Regions from separate parts of the Oncorhynchus mykiss genome. Here region 2 is linked to region 1. Evidence: chromatin contacts called from public Hi-C data. All regions are on one chromosome and are shown on one strand. The core of a region is the stretch at or near the end of the contact, and the rest is flanking DNA. Distances in the headings are between cores, read along the strand shown.

Region 1 (2,700 bases), core at 77-2,576:
AAACCCAGATTTGTCCGTCTGACTGCCAGATGGTGAAGTGTGATTAATCAATTCAGAGAACACGTTACCACTACTCTAGAGTCCAATGGCGGCGACCTTAACACCCCTCCAGGCAATGCTTGGCATTGCACATGGTGATCATAGGCTTGTGTGTGGCTGCTCGGCCATGGAAACCTTGAAGCAACATCTGCACAATAACTGTTCGTCATGAAGCTCCCAACTAAACGTTATTGTGCTGACATTGGACAGACGGTTTTTACTCGCTACGTGCTTCAGCACTCGGTGGTTCTGTTCTGTAAGCTTGTGTACACTGAGCCATTGTTTACAGTTGACCGGGGAAGCTCTGGCAGGGCATACATTTGACGAACTGACTAGATGAAAAGGTGGCATCCTATGAAGGTGCCACGTTGAAAGTCACTGAGCTCTTCAGTAAGGCCAATATTTGTCTATGGAGATTGCATGGCTGTGTGCTCGATGTTATACACGTGTGTCTGAAACAGCCGAATCCACTAATTTGAAGGTGTGTCTTACTTTTGTATATATAGTGTATGCCAGCACTCCCAAATGGCATACCAAGCATATGGCCAAAGTTAAAATGGTCGCCAATGAGACCTGATACCCATAACTCCCAGGAGGTAGAGTATGTCTGGAGTGGTGGGCTGTTGTCAAACCCCAAAATAACGAGCAATGATCGCTAGATAATTATCCATCCTCCTGAGCTAAAAAAAAAAAAAGAAGGTTTAACTAGTTAACGACGTAGATCAAATTTCAGCAGATATCTAACGAAGACTAGTTAGCTTGCTACTGGTATGCATTGTTCGATGCCTTGCTGATCCTTGTCGACAATGCACGACAATTGAATGCTAGACATTGATATCGAAAACAAAACTCACCATTTTCAAGAAATTGCAGGCTTGACTCCCGACCAAAGATCAATATCGCTATTGGTCTCTACCTACGCCGAGTCGTCTCGGTTTGCCTTGTTAACTTGCTACTTAGCTAGCCTAATCTTGCTGGATTATTTTTTGCAAGGTGATAACTAGCTATCTAGCGTTCTAACGTTAGCTACAAGCTAGCTAACTTGTTGGTACCGAACTAAGATAGAAAATCGATGTTCCTGGAAAACGATTAATATAGTTGTGAAAATGTTTCGACTTCATTTTCAAACCATGTCCGTTAGTTAACCTAGGCTTAAGGCTGACACTAATCTAAATTTACACACATACTTGTTTTTAACGATAGCTTTATTTTTTAAATTTAGGGTGCTAAATCAGCTTTAACATTGCAGATAGATTGTAGCTTTATTTTTGTTGACAGATCGTTAAAAAAAAATGACACAGGAAGGACATCACCGGTCGATGGGGCGGGACTACGGAAGCCCTTTCGTGTATATTACAAAACCAGGAAGAAAGTAGCAGGAATGAGCATCTCTACCTTTTTTTTATTTATTTCAAACGAAAATAGATTATAATTCACTGCATGTCCGTCACATTGTCCTCTATCAAGGTGATCTCTAAATACGTTTAAATTGTTTTTCAACGGGACCAGACGAGCTCTTTCTTAAATTGTTACCTCATCAGTTCAACACCAAGGTCACAAGGAAGTTCTGGACTTTTCAACACGTGTTGTTTTTAATAAGACAGTGTATTTTTCGGACACTGCACCGTTTGAATCATGTCTGGACTCATAAACTTTGAGGACGAAAAAGAGGTGAAGCAGTATTTGGATAACATAGGTGTGGAATTCAGCTACCAGTGTTACAGAGAGAAGGACCCTGAAGGTAAGGAGCGAAGTGCACTGTCCTATACAGTGCTGAAGGGAGTGATGTTAAGCAAATGGTCCATCATTTGCTGTCCCCTAACTGGGGGTCTGAACCACTGATTGTGCTTGGTGTTAAGGTGTCTTTATGCCTCATGTAGTACTATAACCTTCACACCGTCTAACTCATTATTGTGTCTAACCTCGTGTATTCTGCTGCCAGGGTGTCAAAGGCTTGCTGACTACATGGAGGGAGTGAAGAAAAACTTTGAGTCTACAGCCCAGGTGCTCAAACACAACTGTGAGACCTATAAACACGGTGAAAGCTGCTACAAGCTCGGGGCTTACTATATCCAAGGCAAAGGTACACAGCTACACCACTCTAAACTTAATCCTATTCACTAGCAGATCACAACAGCAAAGCCTGAAACAATTTGCGTTTCTCAACTAGCCAAGTACAATATTTAAAGATTTGATTAGAGAAAGAGTATGGCTTTGGCTTGACAAATGTTTTAAGACAAGTCATCTTATTAATTAGAAATATTAGGATGATAAAGTACTAATAGACAGAGAGACCCTGAATCCATCCCCCAAGTGGTCAAGCGCAACATGTTCTAAATCTCTCTACCAGGGGGATTTGCAGAGAATCTGAAAATGGCCTACTCCTGCTTCATGACGGCCTGCAGCAGTGGCGGTAAGAAGTCTGTGGACGCGTGTCACAACGTGGGTCTCCTCGCCCATGACGGTCGAGCCATGGAATCCGGCCCTGACCCAGGGGTGGCTAGGCAGTACTATGAGAAGGCATGTACAGGGGGGTTCGCACCCTCCTGCTTCAACCTTAGTGCCATGTATATCGAGGGCTCCCCGAAGCAGAGTAAGGACATGGGCCTGGCTCTGAGGTATGCCACAAGAGCCTGTGAGCTAGGACACGTCTGGGGTTGT
Region 2 (2,889 bases), core at 289-2,788, 150 kb after region 1:
ATCAATCTACACACAATATCCCATAATGGCAAAGCAAAAACAGGTTTTAAGACATTTTAGCAAATAACAAAAAATCTGAATTGACATTTACATATGTATTCAGACCCTTTACAAAGTACTTTGTTGAAGCACCTTTGCCATCGATTACTGCCTTGAGGCTTCTTGGGTATGACGCTACAAGCTTGGCACATCTGTATATGGGGGGATTCTCCCATTCTCTGCATATCCTCTCAAGCTCTGTCAGTTTGGATGGGGAGCATCGCTGCACAGTTTTTTTTTAGGTCTCTCCAGAGATGTTAGATCGGGTTCAAGTCCGGGCTCTGGCTGGGCCACTCAAGGACATTGAGACTTGTCCCGAAGCCATTCCTGCGTTGTCTTGGCTGTGTGCTTAGGGTTGTTGACCTGTTGGAAGGTGTACATATATATATATATATATATTCTATAGACCCTAGTGAGTAATCTCAAACCCAATTTTACTTCGGCACCTAAAATAGTTTTCTCTATAAGCCAAAATGTAATTCATACTATAGCTAGTGTATTGCATTGGTGGCATTTATTTGACCTTGGAACATGTTTTAAAACCCACATTTAATGCAAATGTCACTTAAATATAAACAAATGCGAATCATTGTTAAATACAGGTTAATGACACTTTTCTACTATTACCCTACTAAGTATTCCCTACAATACTTGTACTGCACCAGCCAGAATAGTTTTTGCTCTATACGCCAATATGTATTCCATCACAGGAGGTAGGTGGCACTTAAATTGGGGAGGACGAGTTCGTGGTAATGGCTGGAGTGGAATGGTATCAAATAGATCAAACACATGGTTTTATGCCATTCAATTGGCTCCATTCCAGACATTATTATGAGCTGTCTTCCCCTCCGCAGCCTCTACTGTATACAGTGATTTGCAATGAGGACATTTGTCTGACTTTGGGACATGTTTTAAAACCCACATTTTATGCAAATGTAACTTAAATATGAATCATTGGTTTATGTTTAGACATATGTGTCATATATCATGAATAAATACAAGTTATTGAAACTTTTCCACTATTTTCTTTTGTTTTTGTTTTTTTGGAGGGGGGGGGGGATCAGCTTAATATTGCGGAAAGAATGTTGCTTCCAATGTAATTGTCTGCATCATTTCCAATCCTCCATATTTTTTTGGTAAATATATATATCCATACACGCATGCATATATATATATATATATATATATATATATATATATATATATATATATATATATATGCATGTGTGTATGGATATATATATTTACCAAAAAAATATGGTAAATATATATATATATATACATACACATACCTATATAGACATACATACTTTTTAAAAAGAATATACCTTTATTATTATTCCCCGCAAACCCTTCCACGGATCCCCCAATTGGAGTAAACTAATAAACACTTCTGCTTCTACCTTCAATCCATACATATTATACACACTCTACAGACAGTCTACTTTACAATAGTTGTCTCATTTTTCCACTATTAAGTGGGGGACTTTTATTTGGAAAAATTCCGTGACCCGGAACAACTGTTTAAGTGTTGCTGACGAAACGCGGATTTTTTTGACAGCCTATCGATGAATAATACACAATTTCACACACAACATTGAAAACACATTGATCTCGTTTAACACCTAGTAGCCGTAATCGAAAAGGTAAGCCATTTGATCAGACTTGCTAATACGATGGCTGTTGTGAGGTAACGTTAGCTATTTCTTTGCAATCAACGGTGTTGGCAAGCTAACATTAAAGTAATCAGTAGCCTTTTAATCACATTCATAGAATGTTTGATAATGTCTGTTAGCTTGCTCGCTAGTTAGCACACGCTTGTCAGCTTTCAACGCAAGTTTTGATATGGAAAATATCGATGCAATTCGTCAGCTATCAGTACGTTAGCTACTAACTAGACAGGTTGTACTTCTAAGTAGCAGCTAACTAACGAACTTAGATAACTAACCGTTTCTTTGCTAGTTGGCTAGCTAATCGCCCAGCTAACCGGCTAGCTAACCACCCGACTCGCCGGCTAGCTAACCACCCGACTCGCCGGCTAGCTAACCACCCGACTCGCCGGCTAGCTAACCACCCGACTCGCCGGATAGCTAACCACCCGACTCGCCGGCTAGCTAACCACCCGACTCGCCGGCTAGCTAACCACCCGACTCGCCGGCTAGCTAACCACCCGATTAGCCGGCTAGCTAACTAGCCGGCTAGCTAACCAGTACTGCATTGCTGGACGAAAGCAAAACGGACTATACGGTAGCGTTAGCAGCTGTCGATGCAGATTTATTCTAAAATCAACGAAGCGTTTGCTAAATGCCAAACTAACCGTGTGGGCCTTTGCGATTTTCAAACAACTAGCTGGCCAACTACTGTTAGCGTAGAGTTTCCACAGTAGTGGGACGTGTATGTAGTTGGTCCCATGAATTACCGATTGTGTGGAATGCAACTAGAGTCATTCCTGCCTGCGTGGCCACCGGCACTGCTAGACACGGGTTGCTTATATGTATAACTTAGCCGGCTAATTCACGGGTTGTCCTCAGTTAACTACCCAGTACATACACTTTCTGGTATAGTGTGTATTTTTTTAAATTAATTCTCAAGTCGGTTTCATGTCTATTTTGGGCTCCCTAAATAACCTTTCTTTTGAAAGGACCAGAGCCATACATTTAGAATAAATACATAACTCTGGCAAGGACAAGTTGCTCACGGTATCTCAAAGGTATCTCTATTGTTATGCAGGCTCATTTGATATGTTGCAGGCAGTTTGCTTATCTGCCACAAATAGCACAACAACCTCCATCTATGGACAATCTGATCAATATCTTTGTCCTGACCATTACCAACCGATCAATACATCCA

Evidence for each region. A called contact is a pair of places that touch in the nucleus more often than the background predicts.
Region 2: a contact with region 1 is called in a Hi-C map of liver, with 4 times the contacts expected there. A contact is called at or near these places in 2 of 3 Hi-C or Micro-C datasets (blood and liver).

The regions. Positions count from the first base shown.
Region 1 is chr5:71,541,417-71,544,116 of USDA_OmykA_1.1, forward strand. zyg11 (protein zyg-11 homolog) reads right to left here and starts at 1,327. Exons shown (of 18, transcript XM_021604200.2): 1 at 894-1,327. The coding sequence starts at 896. It overlaps LOC110524493 (cytochrome c oxidase assembly factor 7), which reads left to right and starts at 1,346. Exons shown (of 3, transcript XM_021604201.2): 1 at 1,346-1,780; 2 at 1,982-2,122; 3 at 2,390-2,700. The coding sequence starts at 1,675.
Region 2 is chr5:71,694,354-71,697,242 of USDA_OmykA_1.1, forward strand. It overlaps fam20b (glycosaminoglycan xylosylkinase), which reads left to right and starts at 1,539. Exons shown (of 9, transcript XM_021604208.2): 1 at 1,539-1,685.